2 separate regions of the Triticum aestivum genome follow, and region 1 is linked to region 2. Evidence: chromatin contacts called from public Hi-C data. All regions are on one chromosome and are shown on one strand. Each heading gives the region's core, a stretch centred on a gene start, on an enhancer-like site or on the middle of the called end of the contact. The rest is flanking DNA. Distances are from core to core; before and after follow the strand shown. Region 1 holds the start of LOC123070788 (ras-related protein Rab7). Region 2 holds the start of LOC123070787 (coiled-coil domain-containing protein 25).

Region 1 (5,825 bases), core at 2,608-5,107, 190 kb after region 2:
TACAAATTCACTTAGTTGCTCTAGTATCATCGTTAGGACATGGGGAAAAAATCCCTCAATGGACGCCACCATCACCGACTCCAACAAAAGTGGTGGCTAGGTTTTCTCCCGCGGAAACCGTACAACCCCCTACCGTAGATCAAAAGAGCTAGTCTACATCAAGGGCTGTTGTCTACATCCGGCCATCCCACGCTCTATAGTCCCCCTCTATCCCACCAACTTCCTATGATTCTGTGGCACGAGCATCCATACAGAGGCTGTCTTCATCATCGGACTACCCCTAGCGACCAAAGAAAGCTTCCACCTCACCTCCAACCCTGGAGCCCCTCCTATGTCGGTTGAAACAAGCAGAAAAGACCCCTGCCGCTAGAGCTTCGCAAAGCGGCCTTCTCTGACAGCTACAAGGGGTTGAGGAGCTCAGGGGACTCCCGACGGTTAGGGCTACATGAGCCGCCTGCGTCACCCCCAAATTCCTAAGGAGTTCAATGCTCCAAAATCCTTTGAATCAAAGTGGGCCTAAAAGAGCAGGGAAGATGAAGAGGCATGCACCATCTTCTAGCAGATCAAAATGATCGTCAATAAGGCAATAAAGGGAAAAGTATGGAGAAGACACGAAAATGGCAGAAAAGCGGAGCAAAAACTAGTCCATCAAATTATTGGTTCCTTTTACTTCACTGGCGTTTCTGATCTGTACAATCAGTGGGAACGATAGTGACAGATCCTGAGATGCCTTAGCATGGCATCTAAATATCTCTCGTAAAGGTCACGGATAAGGGATAGAAGCATAGAGCACCCGTGGCGACCACGCATTTCAAAACGTGCCCCTCACTCTTGGAGATAGCTCCACACATACACAGACGGAGGAACCATTGTCCAGACAATATTATTCATTCCGCCGTATTCACAACAAATCACACAACATACAAGATGACAGACAGAACAGGACAGATCATCGATCCCTGATTTCGTACCGAAGGGGTGATTGGTCAAGTCACAAATGGAATACAGAATAACATGATATTATACAGGCACGAAAGACTGCATATTCAATGGTTGCTACGGCCATGGCTTAACAGCAGCCTGATGATCTTTGGGTGCGGTTGCCACCCACCACATCGACAGTGTCAGGAATGTACCTACATGACAAGTTTAAGGCTGTCAGTTGCAAATTTTTTGCAATAAACATGATAGCATGCTAACGAAATAAAACACAACTTGAAGCTTTCAGCCACCCTTCATGAAACAAAACAATCCCTCACATCCTAGCTAGAGTACATGTCATGAAAACAATGGTCCAAAGATGGTGAAGCAAAAAGGGCTGACATGGGTAAGCTAGCAATTAAAAAATAAGAACATATGATTGGATCAATGCGTATATGTTTAAACAATAGTAAATCCAAATCCTCTAGTACTGAAACAGATACTCAAGTACTGAACAAGCAAGAGAACACGCTTACAATTCTTCTTCTGGTTCATTCTTCAGAGCATCCTTTACAATGCACTGAAAAGCGTCTTCTACATTTGTTCCTTCTTTCGCAGATGTCTCAAAGTATGGGATGTTGCCTTTTGAGGCGCACCAAGCCTTTGCCTTCTTCTCAGAGACCTAAGATGGTAGTAGACAAGTCCGTTAGCAGAGCATGGCTTGAAAATAATTTTGAGAAGAAAATTAGTCATGCTAGTTACCACGCGGCTGTTGCCACCATCAATATCAACTTTGTTTCCCAGCAGAACAAAAGGGAAGTTATCAGGATCAGACGGACTAGCCTGAAAAGTTGGATTTGTAGGTGAGACAGAAATCCAATCATACTGTGTTGCTATTTATAAGCAACAAAAAAGCTTCACCTGGATCAGAAATTCTTCGCGCCAGTTGTTCAGATTATCAAATGATTTCATTGAATTGACATCATAAACTAGAACGCAACAGTCTGCTCCACGGTAGAATGCAACACCAAGACTCTGAAACCTTTCCTGTCCAGCAGTATCCCATATCTACAGAGAGAGAATGTAAATTATCATCATTTTTAAAGCAGCAGAAGAGGTAAGCATATCCAAACTAAAAATCATATAATTATTAAGAACCATATAAATGTACTTAATTAGAGTTTCAACAACTACCAACTTTAAGAAAAGCGACACATGTATTTGAATGAGAGAAAGAAGGGCTACACGTTGCCAATGATAATTCCATGTCCATCAGATCTTACTGTTGTGAACTTCTAACAGAATGGACACTGCATTATCTTCTTATTCATAAAAATGAAAATTGGCATATGGGTCACATATTTAATTATCCATACTGCACCTTTTTTTGTGATGGAAACTATGGGCATATGGGTCACTGGGTTGCATATTTCTTTTGTGATGGAAACTGGCATATGGGTCACTATGCTGATACTAGGCGTTGAAGAATTTTCTGAATCAAACAACCGGAAACTGACATTATTGGTTGCATATTTGATTTTCCATTTTGTAGCTCTTCCTTCTGTGATAAAGCAGAGACACCCCAGCTCCCAACAAGTCAAATGTACAGTGTTAAGAGGAAAAGGGAAGAGGGTCTATGGTAATACTACATGCTTATATAGTTAAAGATTGTCTATGCAAACTATGTTTACTGGTAACTAACGTAATGCCAGTTACAGAAAATGCTTTATGATTCCGATGGTAAGAACCAAAATTAGAGTACCGACTTGACACTTGGATGGATAATTTGCAGTATTAGGCAATCTTTCACTGTACTGACTCTTTTTTAAGCATCATAGGCGATTCTGCATTAGCAAATACATTTTCTATTCATGGCTGCAAAATCACAATCCCCCCCCCCCTCCCCCCTGGATTTCTATGAGTGCAATGATTACACTTCAGCAACATATTTTGATATCAATTTACCCCAGATAAGAGTAAAGTGGGGCACTTCTTCAAAGTAAAAATATTACAAGACATGCTACGTGGAAAAAGCTGAATGATCTTCTGAAACACTATAGAAAATGACCAAAGTGTGCCGTGTCTTTTCCAGGAATACAACACTCCAGCACACCTTACCCATAATAAGTGAATAAGCACTCCAGCATAACAAAAGGTGAATGAACAAAATGCATCTAGAGATTCATAAATCAAAGATAAAGATACTCGATGCAATTGCAAGAGTACGTTGTCCAAAAAGAATGACTTGCTCCAAGCGTCGTTACAGGACCACATAATTGCTAAAAGAAGGTACAGTACCTGCAGAGTGAAGAGCCTGTCCTCGTATTGCACCTCCTTCGTGAGGAAATCCGCGCCGATGGTGGCCTTGTACTGGTTACTGAACTTCTTGTTCACATATCTGAATTGCATCAAAGCTCAGGAAAACACAAACAAAACAAAATCCAACACTACACGACCTCGACAAAAAGGGGGGACAAGTAATCCGAAGCGATCAGTCACGGCGACTCAAATTGCAGGATACTGGTTCATCAAGGACGTCTTCCCGACCCTGGATCGCGGTGAATCAGCAGAAAAGTCAGTCAGCAGAGTGAAGACTGGAAAAGGCAAACGCCTAAAAGGAGGACGGGAGATCCGAATCCACCAACCCGCTGTCGCCGAGGATGATGACCTTGAGGAGCGTGCGGCGTCGCGAGGCCATCGGGATCTATCTACCAAGGGCTCTTGCTCGCGCTCGTCGCGCGCCGGAGGTAGGGTGGGGCACGAGGTGGGGAGGGGACAGAGGAGGGAGAGACGAAACCTAAGCTTGCGTAATCGCGTTTGCTGCCTTGCCGTCGCAGGCGGGGAACAAGGGTGCGTTTGGCAACAGGACAGACCACAGGGATGGGACGCGTAGCATCTGCTCCCGTTTGACTGGAAGCTTTCCGGGACGTACTAGTGTTTTTTTTTTGGGGAAGTAGTGAGAGCTTTATTGCTTAAAGGCATTGGCCGAGCAGTCTGCCAAAAGGCTACTGATTAGGAAACTAGGAGTGTTATCGATCCAGCTTTCTGTCACGTCTATTATGCAAGCTTGCTTAGCACAAATATGAGCAGGACCGTTGGTCGATCTTACAATATGCCGAATATCAAAAAAAGTGAAACTACTAGAGAGCTCCCCAATTTCTAACAGGATAGGAGCCACGACTGAACGAGAGTCATGGCGAGTGGTCCAGAGGTTGGCGACCTCCGAGCAGTCCATCTCCACTATGACGTGTGTAAAACCCCTCAAGCTTGCGTAGATAGCTCCGTCGCGCACTGCCATCGCCTCTGGGATGAAGGGATCCATAACTCCAGGGTATGGTTTGCTCCATGCTCCTAGAAATGAGTTAGAGGACCGGGCTACGCCCCCTGCTCCTCCTTTGGCATCTTCTCTTTTAATTGCCGCGTCAGTGTTGATGGTGACAAAACCTGGGTCGGGGGGTCGCCACCCATGCCCAGGCATAACCAACGCAAGTTGTCGGGGTACCTCAAGAAGAGATAGCGCCTCCCAGGTGCGTCGTACTGAACTCGCCGGATCGAGCTGATCCTCGCCATGAGTCAATCTGTTCCTCGAGTGCCAAATGGACCACATGACCGAAATGGCCACTGCTCGGTCCCTGGAAGTAAGACGATCATCGCAAATGATGTCTTCGGCCCATGTCACAGGATGGAGCCTTGGCAGCTTGAAGTCGAACAGTTGTTGCGCCTCTTCCCAAAACTGCCTAGCATGTGAGCACTCCAAGAGTGCATGTACTAGGTTCTCCTGTGCAGCCAAACAAATCTTGCAAAGATTTTGTTGACGAATATGCCGGTGCATGAGAATGCATTCATCTGGTAGTATACCTCGCAGCACTCGCCAGAAGAAAACTCGCACCTTGGGCAAAACATTCAGCTTCCAAAGGTCATTCCACATCCGTTGTTTGTCTACTGAAGCTCCGGTAGCCTGCCCTTCCTCTAGAGCCTGAAGCTCGTTACGAGTCACTAGAGCTCGGAGGGACGTACTAGTGTTTGAGGGTTACGGATCCTCTAACATCATAAAAGGATGTCACGAAGTTACAGTGCAATGTCAGTGCAAAATGAAGAAAGAATATCACAGACACTGTAGCAAAGAGACTGTGCGCAGTTACTGTTCATAAAAAAATGTAAAATTAATTTTATTGCACCATAATTTTGTTTGTATGTAATTTTTGTAAATGTATACAATAGATTTGTAATTTGCAAATTAATTCAAATCATTTTAGGCTTAATCATATGGATGTGAAGAAGGGATGTCAGGGTACTGTAGCTTCCCTGACATCCCTTCATGATGTTAGAGGATCTCGTTCCGTGTTTGAGATGCTCTCTAGTCAGGGAGTCGAAATATCACCGTTTGGGGGCCAAACAGTGGTAATTTCAGTGTGGGGGCTCGGGTTCCCAGCCGACCCTCCAAAATTCGCCCCCCAGTCGGTGATATCGGCCCAAGTTCGGCGTAAATTGGCCCAAATTCGGTGTTCTTCGGCACAAAATTCAACATAAACTAATTTTTATCACATAGTTCATCACAGAAATCAATACAAATCAAATAGTTCAACGAAGCAAACTCATAATTTAAACACAAATTAAAACTCACAATTCATCACACATCAAACTAGGCTTACGCTTGAGCCTCCATAGGTGCTCCACCAGATCGTGTTGCAGTTCTTGATGCACATGTGGGTCTCGGATCTCCTGACAAATATTGAGGAAGGCAGCACATGATGCCGGTAGCTGGTGATCAACTTGGGCAAGAGGACCATGCCTGTAATATGGTTCAGTGTCGAACACTGGCTCTTCCTGCTCGCTCTCAATGATCATGTTGTGCCATATGACACAACAAGTCATGACTCCCCACATTTGATCTTTCGACCAAG
Region 2 (5,089 bases), core at 820-3,319:
ACATGTGTATATTTAGATTTCGACATTATTCATTTTGTATGACCTTTGACTATGTTCAGAAGAGATCATGAAGGTCAAGGCATTTAGGAAGACAGGAGCTATTCCAACTCTTGGGCGTTTCAATTGTTCAAATCATCAGATCAACAAAATTCCGCAGCAACGCGCGGGGTGTCATCTAGTTTTTCTTAAATTTGTTAAATAACTGCCAAATGGAGGCGTTAGTAGTACTACTAGCAAACGAGTAGAAGTGGTTAATTGATTACCATCCGATGGTTGTGGAAGCCAACTTGGCCGACATCCATGGATGTCGCCTTCTTGAGATTGGACCATGGCGTGTAGACCACCTCGACATTGTTCATCTTGTTTCCTGCACGATAAACACATGCATGCATGAATGATGCAGCCAGCATCCATTATCGGCCCAACTTGTCACGTTCTGACGATCACAATCACTCGCACATACAGTATAGGCCAGTTATCGATCCAAGGCAGATAATGCAAAGGGGCCCATGCATGGCATGCATAGAGAGGCCGGCAATAATACACCAGAAAAAGTTGCTGTAATGGGCACAGAAAGAGATAGCAATGTGCATGCTGCAGCTTTGCACTAGACACGGCCGGTCACAGTCGCACCACGAGCTAATTTCTTGGGTCCGTGCTCAGATGCCAAACATAGTTGAGCATGTATCAATGTTTTGTGGGGCAGCGTATTTCCGAGGGGGCCTTTTGGTACTATTCCGTAGTAAGAAAACCTTGCTTGAATATAAGAAAATCTTTGCTTATTGGTAACACAATATTCAGTAGTAGCATAAACAATGAGTTTCTTCCGTGCATACCTTGAATGGAATGCGCTTTTACGAGCTGCGCACAATCCTCCAGCAGGCCGTCGCTGATGGTGTCTATGGAATCGCCTTTTTTGAGCCTCAGGTAGACGTGCGCCGACGACACCTTGTCCACATGGAACCTGCAGTGCAGATGGTGGTGCGCCAAATGATTAATTATTTCGTACAATCATCGTTGCTTTGCTTAATAAACGAGCTACTAGGTTGTACTACAGCACGATATCCACTAAGGTCGAGGGTTTGCTTATTTTTCAGTAATATAAACCAGTAAAATAAGTACAGTAGTTTGCAGCTAGGAGCGCGAGCCGAGGGCGAGGTCTGCTAGACGGACTCGACTTCCCTGACGTACTGCAGGGTGCAGTTGGGTCACTGACAGGTGGGCCAACTTGCTTTCGGGCCCACCTGTCAGTGGCCCAACTGCACCCTGCAGTACGTCAGAGGAGCCTCGTCCCTGCTAGACGATAGATATATACAGGGTGTTTTGGCCGTAGCTAGCACGGGGGCGATGCAGATGGCATGCATCGAGCAGCTAGTCGTGTTCCGTAAGTCTACAGTTTAGTACTCCTTCGAGGGCGTTGGAGTGTCCCTAGCAGCCTCGTCATGGCCTCGTCACGCGTCAATCCGTGCGCTCCCTGTGCTCCTCCTGCTCTGAGTTCTCTCATTCTGGCCGGCAGGCCGGCCGTTGTCTCTGATCTCTATCTCCGGAATTTCACTGGCTCACCGCACATGAGTTTAAACGTACTACTATACTATTGATGATTAACTATTATACTCCACGTACATATTTATATACGGAGGAACTCCCATGAGTATATCCATCGATCGATATCCCAAACCTAACAAGAGTTTATATTCTACCGGAGAGAGGGAGGGTGGGAGGGAGAGAGAGGCGAAGCTAGGCAGAGTTGGGCAAATGCTCGTACCAGACGTCCTCGGGGAGGCCGTACTTGATGAGCTCCTCGTTCTCGTTCTTGTCGGCGCCCATGTAGATGGTGTAATCGCCGGCGTCCGGCCGCGCCTTGAAGTAGAACACCATTGCCAGTACTGATCTCCTTTATCTCTCTTTTTTGGCAGTTCAGCTCACCTACTGTATATCCGGGCGATCATGTGCAGTTTACCGCAAGTTAAGAAGAGGTAGGGGCCGAGAAAGAAGAGGCAGAAGAGACGCAGGCGGGGGCGAAGGGAGGGAGGGAGACGGCAGAGCGACGAACCAGGCAATGAAGCGGCATGGGCGGGTATAAAAAGGCGACGGCCGGGGCTAAAATCTTGAAGGTCTTCTCTACTCCAAGGCGGTTGGGTTGGGTCGCCACGTGGAGACACGATGGATTTGATTAAACAAATGCGACCGGGGAGCGGGGCCTTATCCTCGCAGCTTTTGCTCCTCCCACTCTGCCCCTCTTTAGTTAACATAATACATAACTGGTAAATCTCTTTTTCCTTAACCAATGAGTCAGGCTCAGGGGGCGACTTCGCAAAGTGGTAATCTATCAAATCCCTCGCTGATTTCTTTCATTTTCTTTGCCATGAATCTACCTCTGATCTGTGCCTGACCTGGCAGCAGTCGCGGTGGATATACTCCTCCTACCGGAACTCCCCACTTAAGAAATGGTCTCAACGCAACTGCCTATTGGTGGCGTCTTAAAAGCGCCGTATCTTTTGCGAGAACGACGTCTGTTTCGATCGATTCCGGCCGAACCAAGAAACGGGCCGCTTTTCTTCTCAACGCTCCCATGTTGGTTCGTTCCGTGCGTCGGCGTACCGGGGACCGGGCGCGGTATGGCCAGCGGGGATGGGGTGCTCGTCGGATACGTGGATGTGGCCGAAAGATTTTTCAGGGTGGAGGATGGAAGCAAGGACCGGACTTCCAACCGAGGCAGATCCAATGGAGTGTGTGCCTGCCTCCGCCCACGTTATTCTTGTTCTTTCTGGATTTTTTTTTGCGACTCCTCTCTCCGAGGTTTTTTGTTTGAACACCTCTCTCCGGGATTTATTCATTCATATATGCGTGCAACCGAGCGCCACCGGCGGAGAGGCCCTCGTCTCCCCGGCCACCGAGGTCCCTGCGCGAGATCCGCTGCCGATCGACGCCGATGAGGGATCGACTACGCGGGGACCGCGGAGGGGATTTCCTATGGCGGGGAGGTTTTGGGAGGGACAGAGTGAGGAATCGGATGAGGAAGAGGGGGAATTGAGGAAGGGTGAGGTGGCGATTCTGGAGAAGAGGCGCGGCGCTCCGGTGAGGGTGAGACTGCCTTTTGTGCCGCCGGTTCCGATCACGGGGGTGAGATGGCGCCATCGGGTCAAGCAATGGGCGCCAGGGGCGGTGATCTCGTCACCACGGCCGCGTCCACAACCATTCAGGTCAGGGGCGCGCTACAGAGAACCATCAATTCCTAATCCGCCAACACTTGCGGGTTTTATTTTGCAGGGATTTCTGCAGCGAGATTCCGCCATTGATGACGTCACAGGTGAAGCGGGGGACGAGTTTTTTTCGAAAGCTACTGGGCCTAGTGCTATTTCTTCCCACTGGGCCTCGAGGGAAGCCAAACCCAAGCCACTGGGCTCGATACAGTCGATACTTCAAGGGTTGTGGCTGCCTAGGGTTAGGGGAAGCATCCCGAAAGATGCAACAGGTCGGGAGAGAGCGGCGGCAAGCACTGAAGCACAACAGATGGCGAGCGGGGGGAGAGGGGACTGGCGTGAGCGCCGGGATGGCTTCGGTGAAGGGCGATCCAACTGGAGGGGGCGTGACCGGGCATGGGGCGAGAAGCGGGGCGGCCAATTTGGCCCGCCGACCAACTACGCCCCACATGCGCCGCCGCCAGGATCCGCACCACCGCCGGGGAATGGTGCGCCTCCGTCAGGCTTCCCTGGTGGATCTTCAGGCTTCAACACGTACCCGCAGTTTGTGCCGTATCAGTTCCCGAGGGCGCCGCCTCCCCAAGGTATGTTCATGCCCAGCTCGCAGCAGTGGAGTGGTACTAGAACAGAGCAGGAAAAATTTAGGAAGAAAGGGAATGGACATAGAGAAGTGATGCCGCAGAATATGGGATCGTTTGAGGGAGATAGGAATGCTGGAAAGTTGGCGCAGAAAGAAGCAGATCAGAAAACTAGCAGCGTTGGCTCGGATGGGAGTACTCGGGCAGGAAAAAGCGACGCCAAACCCACTGAACAAGCTGAATCAAAGGGACAGGAATGCTTTAGATGTGGAGGGACCGATCATCTGGTTAGAGACTGTAAAGCACAATTAACCTGCATCAATTGTGGATTCAATCATTTGTCTGAAAGATGTGTAATGCTGAATAGACCACACCCTGTTCTAAACATGGCTGGTTGTGGAGCGGATGGTTTGCAAATGATGATTTCCCAAACAGGGAAGAAGAGAAAGTTTGATAAAAGTGCTCAGAATGTAGGATTGGTGCAGATTCTGAAAGGGAGCATAAACTGCAGTGCGCTCGTTGTTGCCTTTGGAGCTCAGTTTCCTTGGGGAGGGGAGTGGAAAATCAAGGAGTACGGTGATAATACTTATCTTGCCAAATTTCCTTCAGCTGCTAGATTGCAAGAGATGATAGAATACCCTAAGTTTGGCCTGAAAGGTACAAAAGTGACTGTGAAAGTAAGCAAATGGAATTCTGCCTCTGCTGCTAGATTCAAGCTGTCTTCAGTTTGGGTGAGGATTTTTGGTATCCCTGATACTTTGTTACACAAAGATGGTTTTGAGGAAATTGCCTCGTTCCTGGGAACTGTCCAGGATGTGGATATGCAAGCTTACAGAGATACTGATATTGTCAGGGCGAAAGTTGGAGTGAAAGACCCAAGCAAAATACCTGAGGTGGTGGAACTAACTGTAGACCCATACATATATTACATCTTTTTTGAGGTGGAGGAGATTGTAGAACGTGGATGGTGTGCTTATTGCAGAAGAAGACGATGAGAACCAGATCGATAGACATTACAGTAGGGGAGCAAAAAAGTATAGGAACGATACACGTGAAGTTGGGCAGGGGTCTGGTGGGAATGAAGATGAGCTAATGCATGATAGATTGGAGATGCAAAAGACTGAACTAGCAAGGGAAGAGAAAATCAGACAGGAAATGTTGGAGAGGAAAAAAGCAAGAGGAAGAAGAAATTGTAGCACAGTCAAAAGGCCTGGAGGAGATTAACCGAGAATTCGCCACAGATGCTGAGAGAATGGATTTCAGGAATGATGATTATGTTCAAGAACAGATAGACTATGGAGAAGACAT

What was found. Hi-C and Micro-C count contacts between places; a contact is called where the count stands out from the background.
Region 1: a contact with region 2 is called in a Hi-C map of leaf, with 5 times the contacts expected there. The contact joins the promoter of LOC123070788 here to the promoter of LOC123070787 in region 2. A contact is called at or near these places in 1 of 5 Hi-C or Micro-C datasets (leaf) and 1 of 1 datasets of contacts at active chromatin or transcription factors (leaf).

The regions. Positions count from the first base shown.
Region 1 is chr3B:541,084,415-541,090,239 of IWGSC CS RefSeq v2.1, forward strand. It overlaps LOC123070788 (ras-related protein Rab7), which reads right to left and starts at 3,858. Exons shown (of 7, transcript XM_044494125.1): 1 at 3,567-3,858; 2 at 3,443-3,469; 3 at 3,220-3,319; 4 at 1,843-1,989; 5 at 1,684-1,764; 6 at 1,458-1,603; 7 at 870-1,136. The coding sequence starts at 3,619. The coding sequence ends at 1,070.
Region 2 is chr3B:540,894,106-540,899,194 of IWGSC CS RefSeq v2.1, forward strand. LOC123070787 (coiled-coil domain-containing protein 25) reads right to left here and starts at 2,070. Exons shown (of 6, transcript XM_044494124.1): 1 at 1,766-2,070; 2 at 837-964; 3 at 264-367. The coding sequence starts at 1,878.